2 separate regions of the Mus musculus genome follow, and region 2 is linked to region 1. Evidence: chromatin contacts called from public promoter capture Hi-C data. All regions are on one chromosome and are shown on one strand. Each heading gives the region's core, a stretch centred on a gene start, on an enhancer-like site or on the middle of the called end of the contact. The rest is flanking DNA. Distances are from core to core; before and after follow the strand shown.

Region 1 (5,136 bases), core at 1,965-4,464:
TATATAGCTCAAATTTGAGTCTCCTGTGAGATCTTTCTCTTCTCTACTACTAGCGCTTACGTACATCAGCTCGTTGCTTCTTGTGCTGGTTAGATTTTTTCCAACTGGACACAAGCTAGAGTCATTTTGGAAGAAAGAACTTCAGTTGAGAAAATGTATCCATCATGCTGGTTTCTAGACAAGACTCTGGGCATTTTCTTGATTAATGATTGAGGCAGGAGGGTCTGACATACTGGTAGCAATGTCACCCCAGGACTGGTGGTCCTGTGCTATGTTAAAAAAAAAAATCAGTCTGAACAAGTCACAAGGAACAAGCCAGTAAGCAGCATTCCTTTGTGGCTTCTGCTTCAGTTCTTGCCTCCAGGTTCTTTCCTTAGCTTCCCTCAATAATAGAGGGAATAATAATAATAACTTGGTAAGGTAGAATAAACACTTTCCTCCCCACAGCCAACAGAAAACAAACTAGGACATTTCTCATCATAGTTTGAGAGATGGTGTGAAGAAATGGGACACAAAAGGATTCAAGTAATGTCAGAGGTTAATAAGTATGGCAGTGGTGGTGCATGACTTTAATTTCAGCACTCAGGAGGCAGAGGAAGGTAGGTCTCTGAGTTTGGGGCCAGCCTGTTATAGAGTGAGTTCTAGGACAGTCTCAAATAATTGTCTCGTTTATTATTTGAAACCCTGTCTCAAATAATACATTCACACACACACACACACACACACACACACACACACACACACACACACACGGTAACATAAATTGAAACTAAACCTTCATCTTCCCATGATCTGCTATGTGGAACACAGAGATTTGCTTCAAGATGTAATGGAAAATGTCAATCAAAATACTATATGCTGTCCAAGTGATGTCAGAGTTGACCACAGGTATGCCCCAGGGCTGAATACAAAGGGTTTAACTGCCGCGGAAAAGGAATTTCCAGATTAACTGAAGGCGGTTTTGAAAGCATGTTTGAGATAGCATTGCCATCTAGTGGCCAGAAAACTATCATTTCTACCGACTCCAAACAGAGTAGGGAAAGTTTGGGCAACAGACTTTTAAACTAACACTGCAGATTGTAGAAGAGGATCAGGTCTCGTTCCCATGACCATTATATGACCTTGAAGTTCTACTGTGGCAGTATGTGGCGTCTTCCCATCCTCATGGCCGAAACAACCCACAAGGGCAGTGGCGTCGAACCGGGAGTTCAGATTCCCTGTGAGTACACATGGTGAGTAAACCACACCAGGACCAGGCAGGCAGTAGGCAGAGCAACTTTACTTATGGTGATTCAAAGCTTACAAAAGTTTGGGGGTCTGAGGGCAGGGACATCCAGGATGGGCAAAGGTCATTGGCTGGAGACCTTAGGGTACCTGGAATGCTTCATTAGCCTGGGGAAGCATTTCAGGAAAATCTCAGGTGCTGGGTGAACAGGTTTTGTCAAGAGAAAGGATCTTATAAACTAGTTGAGGTTATGTGACATTTTTCAAGTAGAGGTGAGTGTGTGTGTGTGTGGGGGGCTTAGAATTCCCCAGACAAGGTCAGAGAAGGAGAAACTCTGCTAATGGAGGGAGTCCTCCATTCGTGCTGAGCCCCAGAAGGCCATCCAGTTAATGGTAGACTTCCACCGTAATTAGCAGTTTTCCCACAGCAGTGTTCAGGTCAAGTAGGGTTTAGATCTTAACTGTACTTATTAGTGTTTGTATTCATCATATTTTTTTTCATCACTATGAGAAAGTGTTCCAGAAATGCAACTTAAAGAAGGGAGGGTTTATTCGTGCTCCCTGTTAAAAGGGAGCCGGGAGAGTCCATTATAGCGGTAACAGAGGGTAGGTGATCACATGATATCCATAGTCAGGAAGCAAAATGGTGGCTGCTCCTGCTCCCCAATTTTTCTTTTGTTTTGTTTTGCTTGTTCAGTCTGGTTTTATTCTGTTTTTGCTTTGCTTTGCTTTGCTTTGCTTTGCTTTGCTTTGCTTTGCTTTGCTTTGCTTTGCTTTGCTTTGCTTTGTTTGAACAGGGCTTTATGCTGTAGTTCATGAGGTCCTCAATCTCACTAAGTAGTTCAGGCTAGCCTTGAACTTTTGAAAATTCTGATGCCTTGGCCATTGGAATGCCTAGATTGCAAGCATGAGCCACTATATCAACTTGCTTTCTTTTTTATTAAGTCTGGGGTAACAGCCTGTGGGATGGTGCCCCACAACTTCCTGATGAGATCTGTTCAGCTCACTCAAACTCTAGAAATGCCCATACCCGTACACACTCAGAGGAGCACTGCCTAAGTGACCCCAAATCCCATCAAGCTGACAGTCAAGATTAACCCTCACACTGGTCATGGCTTTGAGCAGGTTAGCTTACCACATTCATTGTTCTGAAAAATGAGGGAAACATCTATCCATGTATCTCATGAGGCAATCAAAATATTTAATGGGATGTTTGTGGTGTATTGTAACCAATTAAAACGTCACATGCTGTTGCAATACAGAAACACCTGATAACAGCTGGTCTCTAAGAAGACAAGGGAGATTTGGGAAATTAATAAATTAGTCAGCTTGAATGAACTCTACAAGACTGTCTTGAGGAAATCAGTTCTCTCTCTCTCTCTTTCTCTCTCTCTCTCTCTCTCTCTCTCTCTCTCACACACACACACACACACACACACACACACATATACACACACACACAGTTCCATTTTGTTCTACAAGCTATCATCCTACTTTACTGAATCATGTTATCGTCAGAGACATTAATGTTTGCCTCCTGCATTAATTTGGTTGTCTAGTTCAGTATGTAGAGCTCCACAGTATTCTTATGCAGCCCTGTCCTGAGTCCCCACTATTTTCCTGCCCATGGCTTGGAAGCTATTATCTGCTCTACCCAGTTACCACACCCCAGGCAAATGTTCCTTTTCCCATTGCAGTATATTTTTTAACTCTCTACCTGAAATCACTTATATCCTACCATTAACCATAACTTCCCTTATGGAAAGTTAATAAGCAACTACTTTATTATTTAGAACTTTACTCTTATAACACAATTTCAGGATTTTCATACCTTGTAAAGATCTAGTTTTGGCAGCAAATATTGCAAAGCCATTCAAGTTTATGTCAAGGTTAACTTTAATCTGAACTGGTTATTTATTACTTCCTTGATAACTTTTTAACCAAAAGGTTAATGTTTATCCTTAAATATATTTTACTTCAGAGCCGAACGGTGGGCCTCTGTAGCAGGCTTTGCATGGCTACCTCTACATACTGCTATTGCTGGCTATTGGAAGACCTTAGTGTCAGGTTTGTCTTGGGGTATTTTCTATATGCTTGGAACTTGAGGAGAAGATGAAATAGTGGGTGAGATTTAGGGGAGTCATAGTGAGAGCTTGGCAAAGAAGGTTACATGGAGATAGGTGGCAGGGGTGGGCACATTTAAGCATTACCCAAGAAAGCTGTAGTATCAAAGAGTCTGCTGGCATAAAAAGTTCAGTCCAGGGAATTTAAACCTGGAGATAGCCGAATGTGTATGCATCCTTAGGGAAAACATTAGTCAAAATATGTTCTTTTAAAAGGTCCCTTCCCTTAAATGTGCTCATTACATGGAACATTGGCCATAAAAAGAATGTTGTGACAGGTCTACTTCTTATAAGTGAAGTAGTTAATATTTTTCAAAAAAGAGAATTTGTATCATTTATTTGGAGATACTCTGTTCTTTGGAAGCAGTTGTGAGTTCCCTTCAGTAGAAGGGCTTCTTGGGGTTGTGATCAGTTCCCACAGAAATCTGGGAAGGACTGAGAAGAAGATGAACCAAGACAGGGTGGTACTGTCATATAGATAGCCAATACTTGAGTGGAATAGATGGACCAGGAAACAGAATGAAAGGAGAAGGACCTTTCATGTTCTTCTACAACCTCCCAGAATGCACATCTCCTAAAGCCTTTACTGGGAACCACTCCGTCATTCTCAGTTTTACAGAATCCTTTAGTTCTTACAAGAACCCTGGGCTCGATAGTGATGTTGTGATTTTATAACTTAGTAGCAACTGGAACTTGTACAAATGATAACTGGGAATCATCTGAGGTCCCCTTTGAGAAGCAATGGGAACCATTTTTTCCATATTTCCAGTAGTTCTCCCTAGGAAAACACTCATGTTTAACTCTAAATTATACCAATAAACTGAGAATGAAATACTGAATCCCGTCTTCCAACTTTTACTGTATTTTAAAAGCTGAGCCTGAAAAACTTGCTTTTCACTTAACCTTCAGTATTTAGGGCAGTGCCTAGATATCATGTTAAAGCTAGTCACTGTTGTAAAATACACCCTAAAACATCAGTGGATTAACATAAAAATGTATATGTACAAATACATATTTGCTCATTTGTTCATATTTGTTTAAAATCATCTGGCCTATAAGGCTGCCCCTTTCCAAGTAGAGATTTGGAAATCCAAGCTGCCTTTATTTCATAGATATGGATTTTGGAAGATGAACTACCATGGCAGAACCACACTCAACCAGTTGGGCAGATTAGCCATATAAACCCATCTGTCTTTAAAAACTGGGAAATGTAAGTACACTGTAGCTGTCTTCAGACACACCAGTAGAGGGTGTCAGATGTCATTACAGATGGTTGTAAGCCACCATGTGGTTGCTGGGATTTGAACTCAGGACCTTCATAAGAACAGTCAGTGCTCTTAACCGCTGAGCCATCTTGCCAGCCCCAAAGGTTCATTTATTATATTTCTATGAGTAAACTGTAGCTGTCTTTGTTGTGAGCCACATGTGGTTGCTGGGAATTGAACTCAGGACCTTTGAAAGAGCCGTCAGTGCTCTTAATCGCTGAGCCATCTCTCCAGGATATAAGATACAATTTCCTAAACACATGAAACTCAAGAAAAATGAAGACTGAAGTGTGGACACTATGCCCCTCCTTAGAAGTGGGAACAAAACACCCATGGAAGGAGTTACAGAAACAAAGTTTGGAGCTGAGATGAAAGGATGGACCATGTAGAGACTGCCATATCCAGGGATCCACCCCATAATCAGCATCCAAACGCTGACACCATTGCATATACTAGCAAGATTTTATCGAAAGGACCCAGATGTAGCTGTCTCTTGTGAGACTATGCCGGGGCCTAGCAAACAC
Region 2 (4,901 bases), core at 963-3,462, 250 kb before region 1:
CCAATTCTTTCTTCACATATTTCTGCATCTGCTCACAAAATCCCTTTGACTTCAAAGGACGCTTTTCAATAGAAAAAGAAGACACACACAGGAAGAGTGGCCATAAATTTTTAGGAGTCCTTTTCCAAGGCCACTTTAATAATGGCCATAGAGGACAGGTATCTCTTTCAGAAACTTAAAATGCCCAAACAGCATCAGTGACTATAGGTTTGTAGGAAGATTTATGCTTTTAAATTTTCCTGGTTATAAAAGTGATATATCTGCAATTTGAAACACACAAAAACAAAGGCTTAAAGCACGCTTCAATTACTTTTAATCCACTATTTAGGATGAACAAAGCCCATCAAAAATGGTTGTTTTCCTTCCAGTCTTTCTTCCTATGAGTAAACACTTCTGTGCAAACACTGCTGCCATCATATTCTGAACACAGTGTTTAATCTTTTCCATCAGTCTTTCAGGAGAACTTCATCAGTGCTTTGGTACCTGCATCATCATGTGTACTGAGCAAGCATCCTGCCACTTAGCTATCCTCTCACTTTTTATTTTGAGACAAAGAATTTCACTTAATCACCCAGGCTGGTTTTAAACTTGTGACCCCCTCCCCTCCTCCTCTGCCACCAGAATAGCTGGGATTCCAGGCCTCTGCCACCAGACTGGGCTTGCCTTAATCTTTCATGCTATCATTTTTAACTGATATGCATTATAACACTGCAGAAACTAACTTTAACATTTAATTCTTTATATTTAAAGTGAAATCAAGGGTTTAAAAACAGTAATCTGTCCTAGATATTCTTGGTTGTATACACATTAATATGCCTATCAGATTCCAAAAAATGAAATTCCCAAACCTCAAGAAAAACAACATTTGATGATTAAAGCCGGAATCAATTCTTAACTAACACTGTTTCTTAAAATGTAAAGTAACATTTGAATAGTTGTTTGCTGAATTTCTAGTATTGTGTCTTTTATTCGTAAAGAATCTTGTGAAGTTTACATTAAAGAAAAAAAAAGTAAGTTCAGAGAATGAGTAACTTGTGGGATGATTCAAAATATAATATTACATGCTAGTTTCATCTACTCTTGCTGGCTATGTTTTACCTTCATAGTCATGAACCCATAAGCTTTCCAGTCTTGGAAGTACATCAACATGCCAATCACTCCAATTCTCCCTCTATTCCATCTGCCCAGAGGATTACAACTGGTTCTGTAACACAGCTAGCAAATGTTAGAAAAAGCCAGGAACTTTTAGGACCAGGCCAGAAAGCTTTCCAATAATACATCAGTTACAACATGACACCCTCATGTCATATCTGTGCATTAATGGCTATGAATATGCAATGTGTAAAAATTACTTCATCACAGAAGTTCAAGTTTCCTTCCCGCTCTCAGACAAGACTTCCGAGATCATCTATGTCAAACTGATATATTCTGGGATGTTTTGTGCTTGTCAGAACAAAGCAAATTCCCCAACACCTTTTGGCTCTGAGGATAAAATGCAAATGTGGCGGGGCTCGACATAATATATCATGCTCATCAGCTCAGTCGTGGTAATCGCAGTGCTGCCAGGCAAGCAACACTATGAAGTACCTCGGCAGCTTGTTGCTGTTGGTTACAGGGCCTGGTAGATGCAGGCGCCTAAGGATCACCGAGCACCGATTCTTGCTCGCGTTCCACACGCTAGCTACTGCACTAACCTAAACAACCCAATTCTAAGAAAACTTTTCTGATTTCTCCGCTGCACCCCGGGAAGTTGTAAGGGGGAGGAGGCTAAAAACGTAACAGAACGGTGCGCAAGAGAACGATCGATCGCAGAGCAACTAAGTTTCTGATAACGTCACACTCTTTCAGGAGATGGCTTCCTGCGTTGCCAGGCAACACTGGCCACGCGGCCCGGCGGCGTGTGCTTTCCAGCAGCAGCACCTCCTGCGGTCACATGTGTGCAACGTCGCTGTGGTCTGAGTTGGGGACAGTCATAGGCTAGTGGACCTCGGAGAGAAAGTGTGGAGGGCTCTTTACAGGAAGCAGGAAGGGAGAAATAAGTGGCGGAAGGGAAGGGGAGCGGGAAGGCGCTCGCAGGATCGGAGACCTAAAGCAGAAGACCGGCTCGGGTTACCTGGGGAGCCAGAGTTGCTGCGGGTCCTTTGTGAAGTGCCCGGATGAAGCGCCAGCACTCACGGGCCTTCCGCACAGAGAACAGCGCCATCTTGAGAAGGGCGGGGCCGCCGGCCCGGAATGACGTCTGCGGGCGAGCCGAGTTGTGCTTACTACGCATGCGCCTGTCCTCTGGGCTGCCGCTGGCCAAAGTAGCTCAGTACCGATGTTTCCTAAGTTTGCAGCGCAGGTGCGCCTTGGAATAGGTGGCCCTAGGCTTTAGTGTTTTCCCGACCATCTTCTCCTTTGTGCCAGCTTCCTTGAGGGAGACTCAAGAAATGAGTTGTTGCTCTTTAGACGTGGAAGTAAAGGAAATCACCCACCCTAAACGAAGGCTAAAAACAGACCCACGGCTCCTGGAATCCTAGCACCTTCGGATTTCCTTGGAGACCAAAGGTGGAAAAAAATAGGTAATTTCTCACCCTGCAGTTCCGAAGAAAAGCAGTCAATGATTCTGGCAAAGCCATGTCTCACCACCTGCTCTCTAATACAAAACTACATGACTTGCTATCCTGTGTTCATTGATACTGAACCTTAGACCAATAAACGTCAGCTCTCACAGTTTTGAAGTTGAACTGGGTTTATTTCATTTTCCCTCCATTGACTTATTTCTTACAGGAAAAAGTCATGTAGTTTTTTGTTTGTTTGTTTGTTTTTTAATCAAGCTTCCAGATGCAGCTTTCCATTCGTGTCTCTTAAGAATGAAGCCTGCTTCTCTTAGAGGACCATAAATGACTTTTTGAGACCTACATGCTGGTCATCGGGTCTGCAACTTTACTCTAGTGCCCTGAGTGAAACACTGATGGATATGTGTGTACCTTGCCTTCCGGAAGTGTGGGGTCTCATGGGTTCAGAGAATGAATTATGCATACTGACGAGGTGATATAGAAGCAAGTACCAAGTTCAGAGTGGACAATGCTTAGAGCTGCAGTGCTCCGCGGAGGTTCAGTAACAATGACACCAGTGATGCTTGATGGAAGATGTTTTGTGTAAAGATGATGACTTCTCTCAGTGAACTGAAAACTCTCAGATTAAAAATCAGTAAAAAATATAAAGAGCAGATTTGACACAATCCCATTGCATTGGTTATATTAGTCTAAGAAACACATACTGGAAATTATCAAAGATTCATAGGCAGTAAGCTGTATTTGAGATGCCTGTACTCCCGAGGAGTTGAAATCTAAAGTAAGATAAAACTCCAGTCATACAATAAAATCTTAGAAGCATGCAATTGTTCCAGAGTAACTGGAAGTGAGCAGGGAAGGAATTACAGGTATGAGGTGGAGAAAGCTGAAGAAGCCATGGTTCCGCCCTCAGCAGAACATAACAATATGATTTTGTTGTTAAAATTTGAGGCACATGTATTTCCAGGTGCAATGCACTTTGACTACATACCCGAGTATAGAGCCAACGGGACACTTGAGCTACAAAACATGGTAATAGACTCCAAAAACTGAATAAACTAGATTGAATTTAGAATAAAAAGTGGCCGAGTAATGGAAATAAAGTGGCCAGGAATTAATAGAAAACCCAAGACACATGGTGTAGCAGAAGCCCAGGACAAAGCCAGTCAAGAGAAGATATAGACAATGGTTACTGTAACATGGGGTTTTATAAATGCCTTAGGTGTCTAGTCTTCAGATAGAAAGCAAAGTATTACTATTTGCATAGCTATATAATTAATTAGATTATAACCCCAGGAGTTAACATTAGACTTCTAATGTTCTTAGCTATCCAGATTGCAGAATAAAAAACCCTGGCATCAAGCCAGTGATGCCAGTGCATTTTCAGAGTCTTCTGCCCAGGTGCCTATCTAGTACTGGTAACATTTTAATGGGGGGGGGGGATATCTCCAGGACACGTTCTCAGTAAAGACACTTTATCAATACTCGCCTTCAATACCATAATGTTTGAATAAATCATTTGCTGTTGTGACTCATTATTAGGAAAACATCTCTTACATTATTATGAAAATATCCCTTACATACTTTTGCTGGCCCTCACAGATAAGTTAATAATACCCCTTGAAGTCAATAAAGATTGCTATGCTTCTGTGTACTGAGCCTGTTTAATCTGCCTTTAAGAGAGCAAGGGACAGAGGAAATGATATAATTCCAAAAAATAAAAAAGAGAACAATGTAATAACCAACCTTATTTGCCTCGTATTTCCCAGGCAATCAACCTTTATAACTGGAGCTAATGCTTTGCTATAATATTAAGATACATACCCTTCCATGCCTCTGACCTACAGAGCAAAGCATATATGTCTCTGTACGTTATATGGTAGTCATTTGTTTAAAGCAACAAATCGGTTGAACGAAACCTCACAACAAATCCACCACAAATGCTGGAAGCAGCATGTAGCTATTGCTTGATGGATTTTGTTTCTAGCTGGGTCACTTGGAATCAGTAAAGTCCCATCCTTTGTAAAATTTTGTTAAAGATTCTGTTAAAGTATCCATATTTTCCCCATGAGATGCTTTTCTGTTTCAATAAATACAGAGCAAAAGCCTTTTGCTAGGGACACACAGACACAGGGATAGATTCTCATGACATCATTCACATGTGCACAGATTCAAACTTATACAACAGACAGATTACAAAAACGAGGCAACAGAAAAATCTGGATTCAGTCTTGGTAAAAGATTTACTTTTTGTTAATGCATCATCAATGCATTTACAGTACTTTGAGGTTATTATTTGTAGACTGTAAGATGTTGTTAGAGTTTATTTTTTTCTGCACCATAGTG

Evidence for each region. Promoter capture Hi-C pulls out the DNA fragments that hold promoters and counts their contacts.
Region 2: a promoter capture Hi-C map of embryonic stem cells shows a contact between it and region 1, with 4 times the contacts expected there. The contact joins the promoter of Wars2 here to the promoter of Hao2 in region 1. A contact is called at or near these places in 2 of 39 promoter capture datasets (the 3T3-L1 cell line and embryonic stem cells).

Annotation. Positions count from the first base shown.
Region 1 is chr3:98,891,308-98,896,443 of GRCm38.p6, reverse strand. It overlaps Hao2 (hydroxyacid oxidase 2), which reads left to right and starts at 3,214. Exons shown (of 9, transcript NM_019545.4): 1 at 3,214-3,291.
Region 2 is chr3:99,138,401-99,143,301 of GRCm38.p6, reverse strand. It overlaps Wars2 (tryptophanyl tRNA synthetase 2 (mitochondrial)), which reads right to left and starts at 2,212. Exons shown (of 6, transcript NM_027462.4): 1 at 2,114-2,212. The coding sequence starts at 2,203.